Regions from separate parts of the Canis lupus genome. Here region 1 is linked to region 2. Evidence: chromatin contacts called from public Hi-C data. All regions are on one chromosome and are shown on one strand. Each heading gives the region's core, a stretch centred on a gene start, on an enhancer-like site or on the middle of the called end of the contact. The rest is flanking DNA. Distances are from core to core; before and after follow the strand shown. Region 1 holds the start of TRIM7 (E3 ubiquitin-protein ligase TRIM7). Region 2 holds the start of LOC119876783 (alpha-1,3-mannosyl-glycoprotein 2-beta-N-acetylglucosaminyltransferase).

The links. Hi-C and Micro-C count contacts between places; a contact is called where the count stands out from the background.
Region 1: a Hi-C map of blood shows a contact between it and region 2, with 2.1 times the contacts expected there. The contact joins the promoter of TRIM7 here to the promoter of LOC119876783 in region 2. A contact is called at or near these places in 2 of 9 Hi-C or Micro-C datasets (both in blood).

Annotation. Positions count from the first base shown.
Region 1 is chr11:585,512-592,771 of UU_Cfam_GSD_1.0, reverse strand. TRIM7 (E3 ubiquitin-protein ligase TRIM7) reads left to right here and starts at 5,801. Exons shown (of 7, transcript XM_038551688.1): 1 at 5,801-5,824. It overlaps TRNAA-UGC (a tRNA gene), which reads right to left and starts at 4,934; the gene lies at 4,863-4,934. It overlaps TRNAK-CUU (a tRNA gene), which reads right to left and starts at 4,412; the gene lies at 4,340-4,412.
Region 2 is chr11:307,006-314,641 of UU_Cfam_GSD_1.0, reverse strand. LOC119876783 (alpha-1,3-mannosyl-glycoprotein 2-beta-N-acetylglucosaminyltransferase) reads left to right here and starts at 4,132. Exons shown (of 4, transcript XM_038551668.1): 1 at 4,132-4,284; 2 at 5,146-5,576.

The DNA of each region.
Region 1 (7,260 bases), core at 4,552-7,051, 280 kb before region 2:
TTGCCAGGTGGATTTTGGTTTGTGCCTCAGCTAACCTAAGAGTTTTCATCCCTGCTCCTTGTGGAGACAGTAAACAAATCCAAAGCAATATAATTAACACCAAAAAACCAGCTGGGCTGGGCAAAAAGCCCAGCTGTCTGATTTGAGTCATATTTCTTTTAGGTTATACTTAATGCTAACTTGTCATTCTGGTTTTAAAGCTTTCCAGACCTCATCTTGTTTCAGGTATTGCTATTATTCTCTTTTTAAAATTTTTATTTTAAATATATATACAATTAATTAACATATAATGTGTTTACTGGTTTTGGAGGTAGAGGTCAGTGTATTATTTCTTCTCTTTTTGATGCTTAAATTGTAGCTGCTTGTCAGTGGGTGCCCCTTCACATTGGCCCTTTTATCTTTTCAGCATAGTCCTGACAATTTTTTTAAAATTTCATTTATTTATTTATTTTTTAGAGTCCTGACAATTTGAAAGTATCTTTGTTTCTTGGCAGGTATTTCTTCTGCCTTAGGACAAAGGAGAATGTACAGGGATCTTCTTCTTCTTCTTTTTTTTTTTTTTTTTTTTTGGAGTGAAGAGTAAATAAAAAAGCCAATGTAAGTGCCAGGCCAGTGCATGGAGTCCAAGGTCTCTGGCTCCCCCACTTCCTAGTACCCTAGGGTAATAGTTTAAAGGATGTGAGTTAACACTAAGGGTTTATTTAATTGTAGTTTTGCTAGATCTTTACATTTTTCAAATCAGGCTCAACATTATTACTCCATACAAAATTATCTACCAAATTTTTAAATCTGTCACTCATAAGTAATATATACCCTTATGCTTTATTTTTTTAAAAGCTTTTTATTAGTAAATTTAAAGTTGAGCTAATGTTATTATGAAAAAACAAGTACCTATTTCCCAGTTTCATCAATTTTCTCTCTTACACAATTCCAGTTTTATCTCTAACTCCATCACTTCCCACCCTACTGGCTCTGTCTCAGAGGGTAACAAGGACTATTTAACAAGGACTATGAGAAAATTAACGAGGGAGCTCTGGTAGAGTGGCAAGCAAACAGGACAGATGGGCTAAGATGTATCAGAAGAAGAGAATGAACTAAGTCAGGAAGATCAGAAGAAGCCAGCCTTTCAAAGATCCTGGGGAAAAGCCTTTGGGAGAGGGTTCAGACTCTGAAGTACGAGGGTGCTTGGTGGGCTCAAGGAGGAAAGGAAGAGCAGGGACTTGGGGGATAAGGAGCCACAGCAATACCTCCTTGGCTCTGCATTCTGATTACTCCATCCCCACCAGTTGCTGTTTTTGTTTACAAGTGTATAGAAAAAATTATGGAGGACACCGGATCTGTGTCTGAGAGGACTCTCAATAACAGTGTAATGAGAAATACAGCAGTACCTCAATGTGGAGTTTTAAAGGACAGATGAATGAACACATTCATTCAGAAGATTGCAAATAAAAACACACCTGGTGTTTCTAACTGCTTGAGTTGCTGCTTAAAGCAGAGAGACTACAGCAGGAACCAAGGTTCAGGTACTGGCTCTGCACTCCGGCTGTGACCTAATCAGTGCCTCCCTCTCCTCCACAGTCAATGAAGGTCCAGACAGATAAGTCTGTAATTGTCACCTGGAATGTCTAAGAGAAAATATCACCAGTGGCTTAGATGTTCAGAGTGACAACTTTTGATAACCATAGTTCATGAAGAAAGTAGTGAAAGGAACTAGTGATTGTTCCAGTCTAAAAATCACTAACTTTATAAGAAAAACAGTATTTGTAAGTTGAACCCAAAACCTTGAGAAAAACTAGGCTTTCACCTTTACAACTGTAATAAATTGAATATTAATCACAAAACAAGTTTGTATTCTTTTCCATATTCAAAAGCCTCTCTTGTCTTTAGACATTAAACATCTCAAATGGTAGCGGAGAAGGTTTCCCAAAATATCTAGTGGTTTTAATCCAGTTGGTCCTGACAAAGAATGGAGGAGCACGTCATTCTCGGTCATCTATTTGGCCACTCTTCCTTTGGCACACAGTCCTCCAGAATTAGGTTGCTCTGGTCAATATTTTATCTTTCTACTTACCCCAAATTTACATTTCCCAGGACACCAGCACGTAACGGACACCAGCCTTTAATTGAGGGGCCTTTGTATCCTTAAACAAATGTGATCTAAAATAAACAGCAATGAAATAACCAGGTAGCATTTGATGGTGGTTGAGCCATTTCACCTGATGTTACATAGACCCTTAGAGAATGACTTTTTCAAGTCTAGTAAAGGGAAACCACCAACTGTTAAAGAAAGAGCTGAAAGTGGAGTATTTTTAGACTAGTTACAAAATAGCCACAAATATCTTAAACCTGGAGATAATTTTCTGTTTCAACTGAGGTTTTATTTTTTTAAAGATTCTATTTATTTACTCTTGAGAGACACAGAGAGAGAGGCAGAGTCATAGAAGGAGAAGTAGGCTCCCTGCAAGAAGCCCAATGTGGGACTTGATTCCGGATCCCAGGATCATGCCCTGGGCCAAAGGCAGATGCTCAACCACTGAGCCACCCAAGCATCCCTAAAGTGATGTTTTAAATGAAAATATTCAAGTGCATGGTTGATTAATAAATTTATATGTAAGTTATATATAATTATTATCATACATGCATGATTTAATAATTTATATATGCCCCATATGACACCAAGATCAAAGAGAAAATCACATACAAATTTAATTTCTTGTATTTGGTCGAATTCTTCCTAAGTAAGCTCCTGTGAGAGACCAAAGGAGGGTCCCTCTTCCTGTCAGACAGTGCCCCATAGGCCCTGCAATGGGCATCACCTTGTCTTGTGGCACAGGCAGCAGGGGACTATGGCAATTTTAAGGGGGATAGAGTCATATTAGATTTGTTGAAGTGACCCATTGCCACCAAAGCAGTGAAGAAACAGGCAATCTGATTCATGGCTGGTCGGAAGGAATAATCAGCCTGTAAGGTCAACAGTGATCTGTCTGTTTCTATAAAGTTATACTCCGTATACACCTTGACCCAGCAATCTCACTTCTAGGAATTTGCTCCACAGATATGAGTGAGAAAGTGCAAAATAACAACACTACATACTTCTTAACTGCAGAATTGATCATAATAACAGGAGTTTGGAACCACTATAAATATTCATCAGTAGGTGATCTATTAAATAAACTATGATTTATCTATAGGGGAATATTATTCAGCTGTAAAAAAGAAGATTTAGAAAATGTCCTGCATCTTGAGATGGAAAGATCTTCAAATTAAAGAATTGTAATTATCTTTTTGTATAAAATAAAGGAAAATAGAAATATATTTGCATCAAAAATATATATAATTGTGCAAGAATATGTATGCAGGTACAAAAGTTGTTACCTAAGGAGGGAAGGTGACAGATGGTTTTCACTGAATATTTTTATATATGGTTCAATTTTTGAACAGTACAGTGTATAACCTATTCAAAAGATGTTTTAAAAGCTCATTTTGTGAAACTATGGAAAATGGTATGGTGGTTCTTCAAAAAATTAGACATAGAAATACTTGTTACGCTGGAATTAAAATTAGAAAGAAAAATAAGAAAAAAATAAATATTATGTTCTGCAATTCCACTTCTAGGTATATATTCTCAACAGAATTGAAAGCAGGAACTCGAACAGATACTTGCACATCCATGCTAATGTCACATTATTCACAATAGCCAAAAGGTGGAAGGAACCCAACCAAGTGGTTATAGACAGATGAACTATTAAAAAGAAAGTACAGTATATATATATAAAAGGACTGTAATATTTATTATAATTAACATATATTAATTATATATTATAATAATATATTATAATTAATATCATAATATTTATTGTAATATTTATATGTATATATAATATATTATATATATATATATAATGGAGACTAGTCATAAAGATAGTAGAATGGTGGTTGCCAGGGGCTGGAGGAAGGACAGAATGGGGAGTTAGAAATTTCTTGGGTAGAATTGCAGTAGGGGAAGATGAAATAGTTCTGAGATGGATGGTGGTGATGGTTGCACAACTGTGTGAATGTGTGAAAAGCTACAGAACTGTACATGTAAAAATTATTGAAATAGTATATTGTATTGCACATATTTTAACAATTTTTAAAACTAAAAATTTACATATACCTAGATAAAATTCATTTTGTTAGCAGTAATTCATAAATTAATTGATGAACAAATGTAAAGCCACAAAAAAATACCCAACTGAATACCACACACAATGAAACTCCAGAATGGGATCTTTTTATTTGTAAATCCCAGAGTGAGTCAAGTACTGAACCAGTTGTTATTGAAGAAAAACAAGCCTCGCGCCCAACGTGGGGCTCGAACCCACGACCCTGAGATTAAGAGTCTCATGCTCTACCGACTGAGCTAGCCGGGCACCTGGAATCCCTCCTTCAACAATTCATACTTTAAGGTAGGATTCAGGCTACGTGTAGCTTCAGATTTAAAGGTAGATTCATTTGCAACGTAGACCCGGCCGCTAAACAGCCCGGAAATTCAAACTTCGCAGGTCCTACCTGACCGCCCCTCCCACCTAGGTCTGTTTAGTGCTTGCTCTGCTCTAAACATCGACCTAACATTTTTCCATTCCCGGAAAGCGCAGGACGCGAGGAAAGGAAAACAAGAGCCACCTAACGCCACTAGCAGGATCACTTCGTGAAACTTTCATCAGGAGTTTAGATGTAGGGTCTGGGGATTGTAGTGGGCGGGTCCCGCCGCCTCCCCTTCCGATCTGGGAAAACTCAAAGATACGGGATTTCCGGGCTCTGCAAACATTTAGCGTTTAAATACTTAGTAAGAGGAAAGTAAAAGTAACGCACACCGGCGCTGGAGATGCCGGGGATCGAACCCGGGGCCTCATACATGCAAAGCATGCGCTCTACCACTGAGCTACATCCCCACGTTACTAGAAAGTTTCCCAGTATGTTCCCTTGGCTGTTTATTAGCATAGAGAGCGTGCAGCTATCCTGGCAAGACAATCCAGCTACTGCAAAGCCGGTCTGGCAAAGCCTGTCCCGCAACGCCAGGAGCCGTGTTTGGGTTCTCTACTGACTGCAGGCGAGCGGATTTCCACTGAGGGACACTCGCGGGGACATCGAGCTGGAATAAACATCTGAAGGCAGCAGTGGAAAGTGTAGGAGAAATCATCAGGCACGATGCCCAAAATGAACTCAGCGGAAGAAGGAAAGTAAGGAAGACTGTGCAGGCTGCTACCGTTTGTTAAACAAGAAAAAGGAGAGTGCACCAAACTATACAATATCTGTATAAAATAATTCAGAATTGCAAAGTTGTTCTCTTGGGATGGGGAGGAGACTGGAATGCAGACGATGGGCACACTTTTCGCTGTGAAACTCTTTGTATATCTGAATTTTGAACAACGTTTAAATCAGTTCAATCCAAGAAAAGTTTACCAGTCTCTTACTATGTAACAAGAACCGCTTTAGAAGTCTGAGGGGTCCAACCCGTAACAAAACCAACTCAGTCATCCCCTTAACATCTCAAATTCCAGAGGAGGTAGTGTTATGAAACAGCCAGGTTGAAGGACAATGTGTTAAGATGCAATTTTAAACAATGTGGTTAGGGCAGGTTCTGCTGAGAGGATGACATTTGAAACAGGACTTGAAGGAGGTGGGAAGTAAGCCAAGCAAGTATGGGAAAAGAGAAGTGCAAGTACAAGTAAAAGCCAGTTCAAAGGTCCTGAAGTAGGAGCTTGTTGGCATGTTGCAGGAATAGCAAGGAGGTCCCTGTGGCAAGAGAGGAGTGGATCAACAAGGAAGAGTGACAGGAAATGTAGGTAGAGTCTGGGTGCAGGGGATGGGGTCAAAGAATGGGTAGGGCTTTAGGAGGATTACAAAGACTTCAACTTTTACTTTGAGCAGTGGGAGCCAATGAAGGGTCTGAGCAGAGGGGAACCTAACCTTGCTCTGACTTAACATTTCAACAGGACTGTTCTCACAGCTCGATGGAGAAGACAGGGTAGGGCAGTGTGTGACAGAAGGGGATAGAACTGTTGTGATCATCAGATCATGGAAGGTGGTACACAGATCATGGAAGGGTGTGAGAGAGTGAGGACACAGAGGGGACTGAAGGTGGAGTCTGTGCAATGTGTTCCTCTTGGGAGTCACAGAGGACTCCCTGGTATGGCCTGAACACCTGAAGGGATAGAGTTGCTGTTAACTGGGGTTGGGTGGGGAAGGCTCTGGAAAGAACAGGTGGAGGGCAGATTTGAAGTATGGTGTTGTTTATGGTGAGTGTGTGATAGTCCACAGAACATGCTGCTGGGACTTGGATGTGGAAGCCAGACATAGTAGGAGACACTGGGTGGGGATGTGTATTGTGGCCTCAGCAAGAATAGGGTCTTTCAGGCCAAGAAAATGGAAGAGATCAGTAGTATAGGACTGAGCAAGTGGAGGAAGAGGAGGAAGAAACCACAAGAGTGGCCAAGAAAAAGGTAGGAGGCCACGGATGCAGTTGGAGAGCCAGGGCCTATGGCATCCTGGAAGGTGCCAGGGAAGTGGCAGCAAGGAGGAAGCATTGGAGGAAAGGGCAAATGAAGTGAGGCCTGAGAAAGAGCCTTTGCCTTTGAGTTAGGATCTCTGAGGTCACTGGTGACCTTGACAAGACTGGTTTCTGAGGAGGGTGGTGTCTAAAGCCTGCCCTGGGTGACCTCAGGAGTGAGGAAAGAAGTGGAAGCCAATATTCCTGGCAGTTCTGGAGGGACCGCAAAGGGCTGGGTTATTTTGGTGGAGATTACAGTAGGGAAAGGTATTGTAAATGTTTTATTTGTTCAAAGCCAAAAATTGAATAAACAAGGAGGGGAGAACCACCGTGGGAAAAGTAGCCACAGACGTGGTTACAAAGCCAGGATTGGGGGTGGGGGCAAGAGCCACCTTCCAGACACTAAATTTAGCTCGCCCCGGGTCAGGACAAACCTGTACTGCGGGAACCTGACACTGTGGCCAGGGCGCTGGGCCCTTGGACATCCCGGCAACCGGGAGTGGCGCCCAGCTGGGTGTGTGCGCCCACCTGTCCGGGCCCGTTTCCCACGTCTGACTGATCCAGGCAGGGGGTGGACAAGGGGGGTCGCGGAGGGGCTGCGCAAGGGGGGCGCCGGAGGAGGGTGCCAGGAGACCAGCGGAGCCGCAGACCACGGCCGGGGTTCACGCGGCCAGGGCGGCCCAGGGCGGGGACGCGCGGCGCTGGCCTGCACTCGGCCCGCCTACAGA
Region 2 (7,636 bases), core at 2,883-5,382:
TAATCATTAATAAACATTTACTTCTAGCATTTACCTTGAATTAACTAGATTGTTTTCCTGCCATCAGAGCTAAGAAGGCCTAGAATAAAAAATAACTTGAGTTATAAAAAATAAAGGTAGAATTTAGGCATTACCTGTCTTTGAACTGTGAAATCTGTACCTGTTATGTGTCTGTATGTGTGTCTAGAAAATATTTGGAGGGATATCCACTAAATTTAAAAGTAGTGCCCTTCAGCAGGGTGGGATTAGAGGGGGAAGGAAGCTAATTTTTTTCTTGACACTACTCTCTGTATTGTTTGACTTATTAGAACAAGCATGCAAAAATCTATCCTTAAAAAGCATATTATGGGGATCCCTGGGTGGCGCAGCGGTTTGGCGCCTGCCTTTGGCCCAGGGCGCGATCCTGGAGACGCGGGATCGAATCCCACGTCGGGCTCCCGGTGCATGGAGCCTGCTTCTCCCTCTGCCTGTGTCTCTGCCTCTCTCTCTCTCTCTCTCTGTGTGTGACTATCATAAACAAATAAAAAATAAAAAAAAAAGCATATTATGAATATTTAGAAATGTGAACAGTATCCATGGTATGGTGAGAAAAAAATCATAATGCAAAGTATACTGTACTTATAGTTTCTCTCTACATGTGAGAATACTCATGAAAATAGCTGTTCAAGTTTATTTATTTGTTCATTTATCCCACAAATATCTGTTAAGCACCTACTAAGGGCTCTGCATTGGGATAAAGCAAGGAATCAAAAGCCAAATATGTCTATTAGAAAGCCATAAATTCCAAATATGGAATTTATATTCTAGCTGGGATAGACAAACAAGAAGTAGTAATCATAATGCATGTTCGTTGATAAGTGAGTGCTATGGAAAATTGGACCTGATTAAGATAGACTGGCACTGCTGTGAGGGGGTTACATGGGTTGGTTAGGGAAGGCCTCACTGAGGTGACATTTAAGAAAATGTTTAAAAGAGGTGAGGGCGTATATTAGGCAAATATCTGGAAGAGCTTTATAAGCAGAGGGAACAGCCAGTACAAAGCCCTTGAGATGGGTTCAAGGAAAAGCAATGAAGGCAGTGTGGCTGAGTCAGAATCAGCAAAGGGAGAGCAGGTCAGAGAAAACCAGGGCAGTTAGGTGGTGTTGGGCTCTTTAAGGACTTTGGATTTTTTTTCCAAGTGAACTGGGAAGCCACTGTGTGGTTTTGAGTGGAGAAATGCCAGGATCCTTTTGGCTGTTGTATGGTGATCAGGCTTTTGGGGGTAGGGGAATACAGCAGAGACCTGGTTGTTTGGGTGAGGGATGGAGGTTGCTGTGGGGATGCTGAGGTGTTAGATACTAGATATAGTTTGAAAGTAGGGTCACACGGCCTTAGCCTGGCTCCTCGCTGGGCCCCTGCCCCTTGGATGCCTTTTATTTCTTTATTTTTTTCCCCCCGTCTTCCTACCTTGATAGAAGCGCGAACTCTTCTCACTGTGGCATTCTAGCTGTTCTCTCTTTAAATCTCAAGCCAAATTCGTAGGTTTTCAGGATGATTTGAAAGTTATCTAGGTAATTTGGTGGGGACAGGGGACTTGGGGACCCTACTCTTCTGCCACCATGTGGGTACAGGATGTAAGAGAAGTGTATGAGGATGGCTCTAAAGGTTTGGGCCTGAGTAAATCAAGTGGAGTTGCCATTAAGTCAGAAGAGAAAGACAGCTGTATCGAATATGTCTGAGTTGGGAAAGAACTTATTTGTGGATCTGTTATGTTTGACTGTAATAGCAATATAAATTCTGTTTTAAGAATGTTTCTAATACTGTGATGACATCTTCCCAAATAAATCATTTCAAGACTCTTGACATTCCCAGTACATTTCTGGTACTAAAAATATACCTTAGTCAGTGCTAGTGATCTGGAGAAATCATGGGAATAGAATATATGCTAGAAGACTGGGGCCTAGGCTTCAATTTTCAAAAAATGGGGAAAAAAACAAGGGTTGCAAGGGCTGCAAATCCATCTACAGAACATGTGAACTCCAAAAATTACTTATAGGTCCTCTTGGATTCAGCTTGGAGTTGAGCAAGTCAGACTAATATATGTACTAGAAAAATCCAGACTTTCCTTCCATAGGTCTTTTCTACTCTATACAACTCTTCACTTCTGATGCCCTCTAACACCAAATGTGTGGTTTTTTTTCCTCCCACAAAGCAATTTTCTGTGATGCCAGCTGGTTGTCCTACAATTTAACTGACTCCTGACACTATCTACCTGGAGGTAGCTATTGCATTAGGTCCCACAGTCCCATGAGACTGACCCCACTTCAGATAACCAATCATAAGGATCAGGTGCCCAAGTTACCCACAGTTTCTGTCTGACTTGGCTACAAATTGGCGGATCCCAGGATCTCCTCCCTTTGGATTTGATTATTTGCTAGAGCAGCTCACAGAACTCAGGAAAACACTTATTTACATTCACCAATTTATTAAAGGATACAGATGAACAGCCAGATGAAGAGATACATAGGGTGGGGTGTGGGAGGGTGTAAAGTAGAGAAGCTTCTGTACCCAAGGAACCACAGTCAATGACCAAATATTGGAACAAATGATGCTCCTAGTGCTCTTATCACTTAAGAAATTCCAAGGTTTTTTAGGAACTTTGAGCCAGGAATGAAATGAAGACCAAATATACATATTCCTTCTCGTAAATAATAAGAAGATATGCCAGAAGTCTGAAGCTCAGGGTAGCATTTTCAGAAAGGAGGAAAAAACAGAGGCTGCCAATCCGTTCCTAGTCTTGGCAAGGTTCTAAGATATGTCATTAAAGGAATGAGATATGAACTCCAAAAATTAGCAGTGGCTCCTTCTGGGATTCAAGTTGAATTTAAGAGTAAGTCAGGCCAATATATTTAGGAAAAAACAAACAACAATCAGGGCCATTTTGGGTCTTGGAAGTCCCCTGCAGGAATGGAAATGTTTCTTCCGGGAGAGGTCTCAGATGGAACATGATAGTGGCAGCACCCGGTAGTGTTACAGACTGGGAGGCTGGAGGCCACCTCTACTGCTTTCTAGTCCTGAAATTGCAGGCTGGCTCTCTGCTGTTCTGGGATGGTAACCGAGTATTAATACTAGGAGTATGAATATTATTAATACTTCGCAAGCATTAATACTTTAAAGTATTATTACTTTAAGCCAAGTCAGACAGAAGTTGTGGGTAACTTGGGCACCTGCTACTTATGATTTAAAGTATTAATACTGGGGATCCCTGGGTGGCTCAGCGGTTCGGCGCCTGCCTTTGGCTCAGGGCACGATCCTGCAGTCCCGGGATCGAGTCCCGCGTCCGGCTCCTTGCACGGAGCCTGCTTCTCCCTCTGCCTGTGTCTCTGCCTCTCTCTCTCTCTCTCTGTCTATCATGAGTAAATAAAACCTTCAAATAAATAAAGTATTAATACTTTACTCTTGAGTATTAATGCTTGTAAACTGCTTCGCACAGCGTGTACGTTACTGAGGGCGCGGGGCAGGGGGCATTCATTTTAGAGTACTCTTCTTACCCTTTTCTTTCTCTTTTCTGACCCAAGGAACCGTCTTGCCTGAGCGAGAGAGGCAGCGAGAAAAAGTGAGCGATGAAGAAAATAAAACTTTCCTTCGGTCCTGCCGCAGAGCTGTCAGCACGGGAACGGCTAACACGGCCCTCGGCGCTTCCGGACTTGTTCCTCGCCGGGAGCACCCACAGCCGGAGCCCTCGGCAGCTTCCGGTCCGCGGGCGGTTGCTAGGCGACCTCGGGCCAGCAGCGGCCAAGCTGCCCACCCCCTCCCCGCCCCAGTCCCACCCGCAGACCCGCCGAGGCGCCAGGACGCATGCGCACTTGTCACTGCGCTGTGCGAAGCGACGCGAGCTCCCGCCCTTCGCCGTGCTCTGTGCCCCGCCCCTTCTCGTGCTGTAGCCCCGAGCTCCGTTCCGTTTCAGACCTGGCCCTGCCCACGCCTCGTCTTCAGTCTTGGGAACAGTGCGGACCCACGTCCCGCGCTCTCGTGGTGGCGGTGGTGGTGGGTGGGATGGAGAAGGGTACGGTGGCAGAATGAGGCCAGAGCAGGGGAGGCGGCACTTGCGGACTCACTTCCGGACCACGGGCGGAAGCGGATGCGGCGGAGGGTGGGAGGGGGGACCCGAGCGCGAGGGGAGGGTCCGGCCGCCGCGGGTCCAGGGGGTGGGGTCTGGGCCGCCTGTCCGGACCCAGCTTGGGGCCTGGACTCGGACCTGGGAGGGCCTCGGCTTCCGGCTGACACCCGGCCGGCGGGACCCAGGTAACGAGGCAGATGGGGCGAGGGTCGTCCGGGCTGTAGAGCGTGCGGGCGGGGGCGACCAGGGAGGGTCGCAGTGTCACTCCTTTCTGCGGCGAACACAGAGCACTGGGTTCGGAGGAGAAGGGTGGGAGGAGTTAAACTCGTGGCGGGGGGCGGGGGTCATGTGAACGCCACGCCCCTACAGGAAGGAAGGGTGTGTGTGTGTGTGTGTGTGTGTGTGTGCGCGCGCGCGCGCCTTTAGGAATGAATTTAGAAGGGAGGGGGCGACTGGCAAGGGTCTTCCCAACTGTGTAGCTATTGCTGGCAGGACTCAGGCCTCTATTCCAGGACGGTTCTCCCAGTGGCCCCGGGAAGAGTTTGAGATGAGGAATCACATCCCTGGCACAGTCTTGGAGGCAGAGGGGGAGATGAGGGTGAAGGGAAAGGAGCGAAGAATGTATGTGCAAGGTGCCAGCATCTAGGTCTGGGATGGATTTAGTTCATTCAGGGAGAGCTGATTAAAAAACTGAACACTCTAAGAAGCTTGGGAGATGCAGGAGATTAGTGTGTGGCAAGAACAAGAGAGCGGGGAGAAGGATGTTCTTTTCTCTGTTTTTTACAAGACAGTCGATTGATGATAGAGCAGAGTGAAGGAATCTAATTTAGGTAAGGGAAGGAGAGGTGGGCGGGGGGATGGGGTGACTGGGTGACGGGCACTGACGGGAGCACTTGATGGGATGAGCACTGGGTGTTACGCTATATGTTGGCAAATCGAACTCCAATAAAAAAATGTACAAAAAAACAATTTAGTTAAGGGGTCTTAGGAATCCATTTGGGCAAATAATAGATTAGAAAATGTCATAATGTCTAAATATTCCACAGGTTAACACTGAAATCAGCCTCTGGCCATGCCGGTTCAATGGCTTGTTTCTTCTCATGAACCCCAGCAGAAGACAGACGGGCCGGCCCTCACAGTGGATGGCTTCCCTTCCCTGAGCAAGAGATGGGATAGAACCTGGGATCTGCCAGACACCAGACTCTGGGCTAAATAAACCAGCTGAATGAAGGAATGTAACAGACCCCTGAGAGGGACACTGAACCCTGCAGTGGGGGGGGAGGGGCCTGGACATACCCCTTCCCCCCCCCCCAGACTCCTCCCCTTCAGAGTCCACTCAGCCATGGACTTTGGACCTGGATAAGAGGAGAGAAACTGCACTTTGGTGTATCTGATTTGGTATTCTAAGTTTTGGAAATGGACTGCTGGAAGGGGGTTTGGTGATCTCCAGGGTAGCAGCTAAGAGAAGAGAAGAAAGGTAAGTCTCGTGTCTCACTTCCCACTTGGTGCCTTTTTGCTTGCTGCTCTTGTGCAGAAAATGTTCAGTGGGGCAAATCTGGGGACACTGCCATTTAGGAAGTGCCTGATGAGAACCCTTACCACATGGGTACAAAGGAAGCTTCAATCTGTTTCACTCTCTTAGAATGCAGACTTGTTTCCAGCCTCTCTTTACCCAGGCAGAAGGAGCACCTTCTAAGGGGTTGTGTGCAATGGCAGTTGTGAAATGAGGCCTAGGAGAACATGAAAACAATTTAGGCTTCTGAAGAGAGGTTGAATTAGATTATAAGGGCTAACGCTGATTCAACACATTAGGGCTAAGTAAGACTCTAGATTACCCAGGCAGATGCAGGCTGCTGTGTTTTGGGGAACTAACTGAATAGAGCTGCCTTGGCGGGGAGGATTGAAGATGGTCTAGATAACTTCCTAAATTATCTCTCTTTCTCCTCTGTCTATAAGGGGGTTTAGGCCATGAAACTTCAGGTGACAGCAGAGGAACAGAATACATGTTTGAGATCAGTTGAATTTTTATTCTAGCTCTGACTTTGTTAGTGTGCACCCTAGATATGTCAGTTTATTTCTGCCACGTTTTGTTCACCCAAAAGACGGGCATAACTAACTTTATACATCTCTCACACGTTGTTACTGGAAGCAAACGAAAGGATAGATTTTGAAAAGTATCCAGGGCCATGTACATGTAAAACAGTACCATTGACATTGCTTGATGATGCTTGTATAATTGTTACATACAAAAACTGAATTAGGGGTTCTGTTCTTTTCTTGAATTAGTGTACTGGCAAAAACCTTTGATGTCTTCAATTAAAAGCCTACCCTGAATTTATCTCATTTTGTTGCTGTTAAACAGTACTTGAGATCATCAAGTGATGGTGGAAAAGGTGCATAAGTCCAGGAGAACTTAGGTTGAGGGATTCTGGTCCTTAGGGCTCTCCACACTTGTGACAAGTGTGCTTCTTGGGGGTAGCAGATTAAAGAGGGGTGGAGGAAAGTATAAGTCTGAAGGGCCAAGTGTGTGGTTAGGAGACAGAGCCCCATTTCTTGGAGTAATTGCTGAGCCTTTTCTTCTGGTGGCATACCCTGGTATTTTCTCCTGCTCTTTAAGATGACAGTTTTTTTGGACTGCCATCTTTTTAGCCCTTTATATTTTTTGCAGGTTCTCTTCCCATTTAAGCAGGGAACTGCTTCTTGTCACTCCTTGTTGCTCCTTCCTTGAACTCCGGTTCAAGATAGGCATAGTGACGACAAACAGGAGATGTGTTGAGAATTTTGATAGAGGGCTGTGGTGACCTGGTGCCGGGGCAGGAAGCCTGGCTTCTAGCATATCTTTGCCTCTCACTGGATGTGTAACATCTCATATTCATTGGGGGCTGGCAGCAAGAACTAAGGTCCTTTGCAAGCTGAAAATGATAGTATTTATGACTTAGTTTCTTTTTCCCTCCTCCTTCTTTTCTTGCCTGCCTTCCCCCAGTAGTGAGCTGTTTCTTCTCTGGTGTGAGGCTTACTTGGGGCTATACCTTTCAGGCCAAGCTTCTACTTTAGAAGGTCTGGATGTCAGGGTAGCATGTCACCTACCCCAGCTGGGCCCAGCAAATTCCTGGTGCCAGTCCTTGCAAGGCATACCTGGTCCAGGATGCATCTGCAACTCTCATCTTACCTGGAAGGCCTCTGAGCACTTAGAAGCATTTAAAGTACCACAGAGTTGTGCTGTATTTACATGGTGTTCATGTTACATGAAGCGTCCAGGCTGTTGTGTCACTTTTCTGTCACCATGTTGTTGTAAGGAAGAGAACAGGGATTATTTCCCCAGTTTGATATTTAAGGGGAAGGAAGCTACAGAAGCCCTGAGCATAAAGGGCTTTCCTAAGTGTGGAGAAGCAGACACTGTAATTGCCTGCCCAGTGTGGTGCTGTGTCTACAGCATCTGACCTGATAAGGGCCATCTGGATTCTGCTGCAAACCTTCAGGGAGGGGAATTCAGTGCCCTATCAGACAGCATCTCTGGTAAGACATTTCCTTCCTAGA